2 separate regions of the Mus musculus genome follow, and region 2 is linked to region 1. A link is a contact called in public HiChIP or PLAC-seq data. All regions are on one chromosome and are shown on one strand. The core of a region is the stretch at or near the end of the contact, and the rest is flanking DNA. Distances in the headings are between cores, read along the strand shown. Region 1 overlaps Specc1 (sperm antigen with calponin homology and coiled-coil domains 1). Region 2 overlaps Pigl (phosphatidylinositol glycan anchor biosynthesis, class L).

Region 1 (5,994 bases), core at 1,204-3,703:
TGTCAGGTCCCACCTCTTTACATTTTTATCTTAAATGTCCTTCCTTCTTTCCTTCCTGCCTGCTGCCATCCTTTCTTCCTTCCTTCCTTTGGGTCTTTTGTTTTGTTTTGTTTTTGTTTTTGTTTTTTAGATAGGGTCTCACTTTTTAGCTTGGCAGGCTCAGAATTTGTCTGGTAGACCAGGTGGGCCTTGAACTCATATAAATCCACCTGCCTTTGTTTCCCTAGTGCTAAGATTAAAGCCCTTAGTTGCTGGCCAACCTTAATTCTGTAAAAACAAACAAAGAAACAAACAGCTATTGTATCAAGTCCCATCTGTGCTGCTTACACACTCCTGTGTGGGGCCACTCAGGGCTGCTCACTAGAGCATCATCAACCTAGCATAGGACTCCTCACCGAGGTGGGTTAAATATCCTTCCTGCTTCATCCTCGGATGCTGACTGGTTTGATCTTATGCAGGTCTGGTGCAGGCAGCCACAGCTACAGCCACCATGAACTCAGGAGTACAGAGGTCCTGTCCCACCTAGAAGATGCTGCCCTTCTTGCCCCCCGCCCCCAGTCTTGCTCGGGCTCTTAAAGTCTTCCCAGCCCCTCTTTGTGGTGATCCCATTTGTGGATGAGCACCTCCCTGACATTCACTCTCTACACTTTGATCAGTTGTGAGCTTCTGCCTTAACCATGATCCACAGCACAGAGAGACTTCTCGCTAATATGGAGATATAAATTTGGAGGGTAGTTTGATACTGTGACCATTGAGCCAAATGACTTAGTAGATTTACCGCCAGCAGGTCCTGCTGCAGCAGTGCCATCACACTGGGGACAAAGCTTCTAGCATACAGATCTTTGGAGGACACGTGTAGACTATAGCACCTAGTTAAATACCTAGCAGACATCAATACCTAGTCTGCACCAGGCAGCATCATGCCTGGGGAGATAAGGAGGTCTTGGGCATGATGACGAAGGGACACAAACACACTGAAGAGTCTCATCGGCTACTGTGTCACTATGACATCACCCGGAGGGTGCCGGGGGGAAGAGTTACAGAGGAGGGACGTGAAGTTGTGGCTATTCTGGGAAGCACCTGTGGAGTGTCTGCATCTTTTTTTTTTAATTAGGTATTTAGCTCATTTACATTTCCAATGCTATACCAAAAGTCCCCCATACCCACCCACCCCCACTCCCCTACCCACCCACTTCCCCTTTTTGGCCCTGGCGTTCCCCTGTACTGGGGCATATAAATTTTGTGTGTCCAATGGGCCTCTCTTTCCAGTGATGGCCGACTAGGCCATCTTTTGATACATATGCAGCTAGAGTCAAGAGCTCCGGGGTACTGGTTAGTTCATAATGTTGTTTCACCTATAGGGTTGCAGATCCCTTTAGCTCCTTGGGTACTTTCTCTAGTGTCTGCATCTTTACTGGGGATTTTCCGACATGCAGCCCCCTCACCTCAAGCTAATCTCACCTCTCTAGTTCTTTTTTTCATCTTTTCTTTGACAGGACTACAGACCTTAGTTATAATTCCTCTTCTCACGGTTGTTGCCACTGCCAGCCACCAAGACTTCTGCAATTTCCCCAAAGCTTACGTTCTTAACAGACAGATGGAAACACCAAATTAAGGTGTGAGAAACAAGGAAAGTGAAATGAAGCCAAATGTAACAATTAAAATTTAAAACGCCCTGTTGGGAAGGCTAAAGGCGGGGTGGGTTCGGTCACAGAGAATGCTGTTTATAAGGAGGAAGGAAATGTATTAGGCTGAGACATTAACTGTGCTGCCGGAGGGATGGCAGAAAGAGACAGGAGGACATCTATTAATTCTGAGAGTGCACAAGGTAAGCCAGCAATGCATCACGACTTGGGGAACAGGGGTTCCCCTGAGGCAGGTCTGTGTGGAAGTCATACCTGGTTGCTGCAGTAACAACCTCCTCATGAGAACTGGGAGGCCTGAAATAGCCAGGTCTGCTTCAGAAAAAAAGATGAGTAGCCTTTTCCATCTCCCCTACGGGGAAGTAGAGGTAGGGTGGGAGAGAAAGGGGACATTAAAGGTAGGACCTTGAGAGATGCTTTTAGGTTGTAAGTGTCCACTGAGCCCGGCATTGTAAGGACCTCTGGGGTACTCAGGCTCCCAAGGCACTGTGGACAGTGTCCTTTTCTGATGGCTTCCTATGCTACTGGAACCCCTGCATGGGGAGACACTGAACCTTCCTGTGCTGCTGAGTGCTTTGATGGTCTCGTGGACCCTCTGTGAGGAGGGCTGTGTCCCTCTGGCAGGACCAGGGCAGATGATGTGTGAGCATGGCCTCCTAGGTCCACCTGAAGCACTGAGCACCACCTGCTTGCTTCCCATCTCCTGCTGTGGTGTCTCCTTCTCTGATGCTGCTGTTCCCCCCTACCATAGGCAACGTCACCCAGAACCTTTCCCTCTTGTCTTGGGCGTATCCCTTCTTGGGTAAGCTCTTCCCTTTTTTGACAGTCTGTATTTTCTGTTCCCTATATTGGACCCTGAACCCAGGTGGGAAGGGTGGGACTGGACTTGCCCATCCTTGTGCCCTGATGCCTGCCATAGTGCCTGAGGTACACACAGTAGTCCCAGAATGCTTGCTAGACAGGTGAAAGAATAAAGCCATTCAGCTGTTGTGTTCCTTTCATCTCCCATTGTAGCAGGCAGAGGCAGGAGAATCTCTGTGACTTTGAGGCTAACCTGGTTTACAGAGTGAGTTCCAGGACAGCCAAAGAGACCCTGTTTTCAAACAAACAAACAAACAAGCAAACAAACAAACAGTACCCCAAACCAGATATTTGTTGTTGAAGGGCTTATTTATATTTTCTTGAAGTGTGCATATTGCTGTTGTGTTGTGTCTCTTATTTCTTTGGTTGAATCTCATGAGTTCTTTGCAAAATGCCTTCCAGGTTCGTGTTCTGTGGCTATTAGTTTCTTAGCAGCATCTTTTGAAGAGCAGAAGTTTATATTTGATAAATTCCAATCTATAAGGAGTCTTGTTTTAGATTTTTGTTTTTGTTTTTTGTTTGTTTGTGGGGTTATGTTATTGTTTGTTTTGTTTTGGGTGTTTTGTTTTGATTTTTTTTGGTATTTTGAAACAGGGTCTTATATAGCCCAGGCTGACTTCACTGTGTGGTCAATGTAACTTTGGACTCCTGGGCACTGGGAGGGTCCTAGATTTTATTCTTCCAATCATGCATTTGGCCTCATACCGAAGAACTTGTACATAAAATCTTTGTCTAACTCATGGTCACAGAGACTTCATCCTGCTCTCTCAGATTCTTTCTGGTCTTAGATTTCAAGTTTCAGTCTGTGGTTCACCTTTAAAATGTATTGTGGTGCCGAAGCTGGCCTCAGAAGACTGATCACCAATGAGTCTGTCTCTCTCCAGGGCCTCTGGGCTGTGGTGGGGACTTTCCTGAGGTAAACAGGAGTTTGGGCACAGGGTACTGTTAGGACCTGTTGTCTAAGGACGGTTCCCCAGAGAAGGGAGTTAGGAAGAAAGGATGCGGGAAGGGAAGCCTGTTGTTCTAGGGTCTAAGTGGAGTCTGGGTGATGGTTTCCCTGCAATGGATGTGCCTGGGGGCGGGGGTCTGTGTGCCAAGAGGCTGGCAGGAGTGGACAGAAGAGAGCCAGGGCAACATATAGAACACTTAGTATCTTCTACTCTGAAGTAAAGAGCTGGTGGCTTTAGGACAGACCCATGCCCTGCTCATGGACAGTCAGATGAAATTGATTCTTCATCACAAGCCTGCCCTTAGGAAACAGGACTGTACTATAACTGTTTATATCCCACCGCTCTAGGGGCAGATGCTGTACTCACTGTCCCCATAAAATTACTTTTGAGGATGGTGCAGGGAGTGGGTTACAACCAGGTAATCTGGGAGCAGTAGAAAGAATCATCGCTCAGTGCGTGGGTTTTATATGTATTTAAAACACAACCTGAGACGCATTTGAGATGGGGCATAATGCAGGTTGCTGAATACGTTACCCTGCAAAGCACAGCAGTCGCTTTCATTAGCCAGCTGGCGCTCCGGGAAGATCGCTAAAGCCTGTGGGTTAGGCAAAAAGGAGTTCAGGAATGTGAGAACAAAAAAGAAATAGCTGTGTCGCCGATTTCAGTTTAATCCGGCAACAATAAAGAAATCCAGGACTCCCCATGTTCTGAGAAGGGACAGCCACCCACAGCCCTATGCGTGTGTGAGGGCTGGACTTTCACTGTTCACCAGGGAATGGTGGGTATCCTTGACACTCAGGACACCATGGTGACAATGTAGCTGTAATGTAAATGAGGTCCCAGGGTTCTCCATGTCTTTGGAGGCTCCTGTTAAATTCTGCCTTCCCTGGCTGTTCAAGGTGGATCCCAGGAGTGATGGTAAGTACTACACAGACTCCACATGGCTTTTGTTCCCAGCCGGCACACTTCCTGGGGTAGCTGAGGTCCCTGCTGTATACAGCTCTGCAGGCACTCCACAGCTTTGGGGACCACGATGGGAGCCAACCCCAGGTGGGCTACCTCCATCCTTGGATAGTGAGACTATTACCACCATGGTCCTTTGTAGCTTCAAGGTATTGGAGCCAAGTTGTTAAGGAATCCCAGAAGGCATGGGGAGCATGCTGGGAGAAGGTTGGCTTTCCTGAGGAAATAGCTCTTTAGTGTCTTGCAACCCAGTTCCTACCTCCCTTTCTAACCCTAGATTGAGGAAGCCTTGCAGCCTCGCAGATGGACAGACAGACTCCCTGACACCTGGACCACAGCATCCCTTGTGGTGGGAGTTCAACCGAGACCTTCTATGCTTAGCTTTTCAATCTTATAGGACCTTGGGTTGTTTTACCAAGTACGGAAATGCTGTTGAAGATTCATCTCTACCTGATAGGAGACCTTCATGAATGTCTTGGAGTCTGTAGGACTCTGAAGGCATCATATCCAAGAAATGGCCATCCTGGAGCAGGAGGCAAGAGGAGCCAAAGACTAGTCTTGTTCTTTCTCTGGCAGTTCTGAGTTTTACCGTGCTTAACATTTACCCTATTCTCTTGCATATCTTCTCCTTATATACCTACTATTGCATGAGTTTGCATGCATGAATACACACACGCAGAGTCAGCAATCAGATTAGCTCGGGCCTTTGTTCAGTGAAACCCCTGCATTTGATGTATGATAAGGACGAGTGGTGAGGTCAGCAGAACTGAGCATGTACCTTCAGGGAGAAGAGAGGAAATCATGGTTAAAATATCATAATAAGTGAGCCATTGGGGGATGTCTCATCATGTGACCTGTGAAGCTTATATTGGTGTTGTATGTTCCCTCCATGATGACAAGTTGACACCAGCTCTCTGAATCTGAAGGGGTTGTAGCTGAGGATAGTGGCTCACACCTATAGTCTCAGCATTCCAGAGGCAAAGGACCCCCCTCATTTATCTATCTATCTATCTATCTATCTATCTATCTATCTATCTATCTATCTATCTATCTATCTCTATCAATCATCTGTCTGTCCATCTATCGTGTATTTATTCATCTGTCTATCTAATCTAATGTATCCATATCTATCTATCTATCTATCTATCCATCCATCCATCCATCCATCCATCCATCCACCCAGAGACAGTCCCACTGTGTAGCCCTGGCTAGCTTGAAATTCACTGAGATGTCCCCTGCCTCTGTCTCCTTAGTGCTGGAAATAAAGGCATGGGCCACCACACCATGGGAAGATAGTGATTTTGAGTTCAGCCTGGGCTACATAATGTGACGCTATCTCAGATAACACCACAGTTTTGGGTTGAGTGGGTTTGGGTGGCATGTGTGTGTCTACAGTATCCTGCTTCCTGAAAGCATGAGGACAGTCTTGGTGACTTCTGTGAAGTTTCTTATGGCCTTCGTTTGCAATATATCCAGCATGAGGCAGCCATGGGTTTGTAGAACTGGTGTTGACATCTCTGATGATGGCTTCCTGTGGTCAGAGAGGCAGTGGGGAAAGACAAAAGCAGTGGATGCCT
Region 2 (5,994 bases), core at 2,449-4,948, 450 kb after region 1:
GCCTGGTCTATAGAGCAAGTTCCAGGACAACTAGGGCTACACAATGAAACCAGAAATCCTGTCTGAATAAAGCACCCCACATATACATACATACACCTGTATAGTGTGTGTGTGTGTGTATCTGTTGTCTATATGTATTTTTTATGTTTGTGGTGAGGGTATGTATATATAGGTCATGCCATATGTGTGAAGGTTGAGGACAGCCTTGTGGAGTGATTCTCCCCTTCCACTCTTACATGAATTCCAGGGTTCAGACAGGTTACCAGGCTCAGCACCTTACTGCTAAGCCATCTCACCAGTCAAATGACTGGAACTTACAGTGTGGTTACCCAATATGATCAAACCTCTGATTGTTGCTCTGGGCAGCCCTGCTTGTTGGGACCTTTTTTTTTTTTTTTTTTTTTTTTTTTTGTTCTAAATACTTTTAGAATTCGGCTGGTCATTATTCAAGGAGAAACCTTACTGACATTTCCCCCCACACACACACACACACACACATTGGAATTTTACTGACTTGGTGTCAGAAGAGGACATAACAATAGCATAAAGCCTTTCTGGCTATCACTTTTTGATGTCTCATTTCTGTTGGCCTTCTTTCATATCTGTTAAGAGTCTTGTTTGGTTCTGGTTTCTGTGCTGGGATTGAGCCCAGGGCATTGAGCATGTGAAATGAAGCATGTATTCTAAAAGTGACCCACACCCCAGTCCTTTAGTATTGCAGTGTTATCCAGGCCAGCCTCAAACTTGTGATTGTTCTGCTTTGGCTCCCGAGTAACTAGAACTGTAGTCACATATCTGGCTGTTATTGGTGTTACAGTTAAGGTCTTACACACATACCAAGATGGTGTTTATGCAATTCTGTCCTTTAATCTGCTTCTCATGCCTAGGGTTTTACACATTACAATCTCTGTTACACTCTTATCCTTGATGTCTTCAGTTAAATAGATCTCCAATAACACCCAATTTCAGTAGTTGTATGCCTAATTCTGTTTATCCTTATAACTTATTCTGGGTTTTTCTATGTGTATTTTGTGATTTTTCCCCTTATATGTTATGTGCACATGTGTTACCAGATTTGTGGTAACAGATTAATGATTCAATTTTTCCAATATGTATTTTTGTATGTGTGAGTGAGTGTTATATGTACATTTGTGTGTGCTGCTATGCACATGCAGAGGCCAGAAGAGGACAGAGGGTATTCTGTTCTATAACTCTGCCTCATTCCTTTTTAGACAAGGTCTCTCACTGAACCTAGAGCTAGGCTGGCAGCTACCAAGCCTCTGTCTCCAGCCCTGCCACAGCACTAGGAATACAGGTATAGTGACCACAGAGGTTTTGTATGTGTGTACTAGGGATTCAAACTCTGGTCCTTGGCCTTGAGCAGCAAGCACTCTTACCTACTGAGTCATCTTCCCCACCCCTGATGTTTTACATTTGCCTTGGCTAAAGCCATTGCCTGCCCCAGATCACTCAAGATTTTTAATCAGAAAAGTAGTATAAGTCGAGGGTCCAAACCCAAGTGTCGCATGGTTACAGACAAAGCACAGTATCTAGTTCATAATGAGAACCTCAGTTGAGGGCCCCCAAACCAGGAGCTGCAATTTCAGTAAGAACCTCTACATGTGATGTGTTGTCCAAGTAACTTTCTGCTCCTTGACAACAGAGTAGCTGGGTTCCGGAGCAGGTGTCCGGAGAGAGAATCTAGGGGCAGCCATGTTGCTGCTTTAGAAATCCTCCAGTCTCATTTCTGCTGCATTTCCTCTGTTGAAGTGGGCCCAAATCTCATCTAGGTCCTTGGAGAGAAGTCTATGCCATCTGCTGATAGGCAGCATCAGGCTCCTGGAGATTCATGTGGTGCTAGAGATACTGTTGGAGCTATTTTTAGAGTAGACTCACTCAAACCAAGGGAAGTTGAATGGGAGTCTAAGCCTGAGGACTAACATTTTTCTTAATTTACCTCCTAAAGAAGTGAAGTCTAAGCATCGCTGTGTAGGGTGGGCTTTGTGGTTGCTGTTTGTCCATCTCTGAAAGTGGAGGTTTTTGAAGGTTTTCTTTGTGTAGAGGTCCCTCATTTGTAGCTATGGTCCAAGCCTGGTTGCAGAACAATGTGTGCAGCTGCTACTTGCCCTGGATCTAATCCCTCGGGACTTGGGCTACTTTGTTTCCATTCTGCAAATGTTGCCCTAACTTTCTCCTCAGTCATATATTCTCAAATGTGATTGCCTCTGATCTCACCTGGTCAGCATTTCAGCAGACATCTGACTCACCGTATTTCCTAAAATAAAGCTTACTGAGTTATTTTAAATTCCTTTTTAGTCATTAACAACTCTTCACAGTGTTCCTTCTTAGAAACATTTAAACTCAGCCTAAAGGTGTAATCTAAGGCACATGTGATGGCCATAGCCCCAGTGCCTGGTAGGTATAGGTGGAAGGATGGAGTTCAAGGTTATCCTCTGACTTTGGGCCAACTTTGGTTACATAAGGCCTTATCTTCGAGTGGAACAGAGAGAGAAAATGACAGTTTAATGCTGTTTTTTCTAACCAAATACATTTGAAATTTCTTTTTATTAAAAAAATTCTCAAGTATTGATTGTATTCTGTTAAGAATGGAATAACTTGGGGATGGAAGGATGGCTCGTTGAGTAAGAGTGATTGCTGCTCTGGCAGAAGACCCGGGTTCAATCCCCAGCACCCACATGGTGGTTCACAACCGTAATTGCAGTTCCAGGGGATCATATGCTTTCATCTGACCTCCATGGATATCATGTAAGCACATGGTGCACATACGTGTTAGGCTAAAAACACACATATAAAATGAATACATCTAATAACTTTAGAAGAAAACTTTTTAAAGGGAATGGAATAAATTAGTAATATTTAAAAACATGAGAATATGATTTCAAGGGCTGGGAAGAGGGCTCAAGCATAAGAAGCTGAGCTCAGATCCCTAGCAGCCACATAGACCTTGGGCACTTATCTATATACCCAGCACTGCCCGATGGGGGAGAACAAGAAAATCCCATCCCTGGAGCTCATTGGCCGGCCAGCCTGGCCCATGGAGAGCTCCAGGTTCAGTGAGAAACCCTGTCCCCAAAAATAATTTTTGGGCTGTGGTGGATGGTACTCAGGAAGCAAAGACGGGATTTCTGAGTTCAAGGCCAGCCTGATCTAAGACCAAGTTCTAGGACAGCCAGAGCTATACAGAAAAACCCTGTCTTGAGAAACCAAAAGATAAAATAAAGTGGAGGATGATAAAGGAAGACAGTTAACATCAACCTCTGGCCTCCTCCTGCATGAACACAGGCATGTGCAACACATTACTGTCTAAATACAGAGACTATATCCCATGGCTTCTGCTGGGGAGACATGAATATTGACCCCAGACCAACACACCAAAGAAATGCTTCTTTCCAAGTCTAGGTGATGAGCCAGTGACCTTACAAAAGGTCCTTTTAGGAGCATAGGTGACTCCAAGACAGACACATCACCAGAAAGCCCCAACCCAGAAATGCTGACTATTTCCGGCCTTCTCCCTCCTAGATGCTGGGGGCTGGAGAGGGGCAGCATGACCACAAGACCACATGCAGCCAGAGATAGGAAGGAGTGGCTGAGTCTCAAGTGACAGTCTCAAGTCACTCCCTGCCTTCTGCAGGGCCTGTTAGAAGGGCCATTTCCTTTACCTCAGACCTAGTTATCGCTATTCTGCTTGTTTTGTTGCCATGACTAGATCTAGGTCACTACCTTAGTCTGCTCCATGATGGCCTACAGAGAGGCATGTCAGCCCCAAGAGGAAGTGGCTGCATCACAACATGATATGGTTACTATGTGATCACAGCAACCAGGAGTACAGAGCTTCCCAGTGACTAACAGAAGGAAATGCCCTGCCGTCTTCCCTTCATAAGCTCTTGTGCTGACGGGTTAACTGCAAGTTTATTAGAATTAAAGATTTCCTATGTGTATGAATATGTTTTCCTGCACACAAGTGTTCCACATGCATGCCTGATGCCTGAAGAGGTCAGAAGAGGGCATCAAATCCCCTGGAACTAGTTACAGGCAGTTATGAGGCACCATAAGGGTGCTGGAAACTAGATCCAAGTAATCTACAAGAGCAGTAAGTGTTCTTAACCCCTGAGCTGCCTCTCCAGCTTCTTATTAGGACTTTATACATTTGAAAAATGTATGTTTACTTACCTTTTCCTGATAACTACAGTTACCTTAGGAATTATATGCCAAATAACCCTGTACTCTGACCCTATTTTTTAACATTTATTTGTTTTGTGTTCATGTGTATGCATGTGTGTGTGTGTGTGTGTGTGTGTGTGTGTGTGTGTGTGTGTGTGTGTGTGTGTTATGGAGGTCAGAGAGCAGAAGTCAATTCTCCTTCCTCCATGTGGGGCCTAGGCTACAGCAGATATCTTTATCCATTAAGCCATCTCACAGGCCCTCAGCTCTATTTTAAAACTACACAGGGGGGCTGGAGAGATGGCTCAGTGGTTAAGAGCACTGACTGCTCTTACAGAGGTCCTGAGTTTCCTGAGTTCAATTCCCAGCATCCACATGGTAACTCACAACCATCTGTAATGGGATCTGATGCCCTCTTCTGGTGTGTCTGAAGACAGCTACAGTGTACTCATATTAAATAAATAAATAAATAAATAAATAAATAAATAAATAAATCGATCTTTAAAAAAAAAAAAGAACTTCACAGTGTAAAGCCCTGCCTACACCTTTAATCCCAGCATTTGAAAGGCAGAGGCAGGCAGATCTCTGTAAATTTGAGGCTAGCCTGATCTACAGAGTGAGTGAGCTCTAGAACAGCTAGAGCTGCACAGAGAAACTCTGTCTCAACAACAACAACAACAAAACAATAACAACAGAAAACAGTGTATAAGTGCGTGTAAAACTGTTATTGTTGGACTAGAGAGATGGCTCAGCGGTTAAGAGCACTGACTGCTCTTCCAGGATCCTAAGTTCAATTCCCAGGAAACAATCTGCTCACAACCATCTGTAAAGAGGATCTGATGCCCTCTTCTGGTGTGTCTGAAGACAGTGACAGTGTACTCTTAAAAAAAAAAATGTTATTGTTAAGTCAAGTGCATACTGGTAATCCAAGCGGTTAGGAGGTAAAAGCAAGAAGACCAAGAGATCAAGGACATCCTTGGCTGCAAAGGTAGTTCAAGTGCACCCTGGGCTACAGGATACATGAGACCTTATCTCAGAAAGACAGACAGACAGAAAGAGTGAGGAAGGGAAGAAGGGAGGGAGAGAAGAGAAGAGAAGAGAAGAGAAGAGAAGAGAAGAGAAGAGGAAGAGGAAGAGGAAGAGGAAGGGAAAAGGGAAGGAAAAGAAAATGATGGTGTTAGCTGGACCTGATGATACATGCCTAGAGTTCTAGCTACTTGGAGGGCTGAAAAAAGAGAGATTACTTGAAGCCAGGAGTTCAGGGCCAGTCTGGGCAACATAAGTAATACCTGTCTCAGAAAGAAATATTGGGCTGGTAAAATGGTCCAGCAGGTAAACACCAGTAACCAAGCCTGACACCTGAGTTTAGATCGCCAAGATCTAAATGGTGGAAGGAAATAACCAGCTCCCAAAAGTTTTCTTCAATACTCTGAATGCATGCTGCGACATGCATTCGTGCATGCATGACATGTGCGCGCACACATACACACACAAATATAAGTTTTTAAAGAGAATATTGCTGTCTTGCTGGTTATTTACTTACTCGGAGTGTTTGTTGTTTTGTTTTGCTTTGGTTTTGCTACTGAGCTACATCCCCAGCTGAGTTAGACCTGGGAAAGGTGATTTTCTTTTGTGTCGGTGCGGTAGGTGTGTGCTTGTTTGTTTTTGTGTTGCTACAAGGTCTCATCTAACCGGGGCTAGCCTCAAACTCACTGTGTAGCTGAAGATAACCCTAAGCTTCTTATCCTTCTGTCTTTACCTCCCAAGTCCTGGGTATTAACCCCAGGGAGTCATGCTTGCTAGCTAAGAACT

Evidence for each region. HiChIP or PLAC-seq counts read pairs in DNA pulled down with a chosen protein or histone mark.
Region 2: an H3K4me3 HiChIP or PLAC-seq map of bone marrow-derived macrophages shows a contact between it and region 1, with 10 times the contacts expected there. The contact joins two enhancer-like sites. A contact is called at or near these places in 1 of 39 promoter capture datasets (cranial neural crest) and 3 of 115 datasets of contacts at active chromatin or transcription factors (bone marrow-derived macrophages, effector CD8 T cells and large pre-B cells).

Annotation. Positions count from the first base shown.
Region 1 is chr11:62,011,233-62,017,226 of GRCm38.p6, forward strand. All of the region lies in intron 1 of Specc1 (sperm antigen with calponin homology and coiled-coil domains 1), which reads left to right. Among named protein-coding and RNA genes, the nearest start is that of Gm39988, 36 kb to the right of the region's middle. Within about 2 kb of position 2,454, at least 29 of the 459 cell types and tissues checked have an H3K27ac peak or open chromatin away from gene starts, as enhancers often do. A contact at or near this core is called in bone marrow-derived macrophages, where this site is marked.
Region 2 is chr11:62,463,058-62,469,051 of GRCm38.p6, forward strand. The region is part of intron 1 of Pigl (phosphatidylinositol glycan anchor biosynthesis, class L); the gene reads left to right. Among named protein-coding and RNA genes, the nearest start is that of Pigl, 7.6 kb to the left of the region's middle. Within about 2 kb of position 3,699, at least 105 of the 459 cell types and tissues checked have an H3K27ac peak or open chromatin away from gene starts, as enhancers often do. A contact at or near this core is called in bone marrow-derived macrophages, where this site is marked.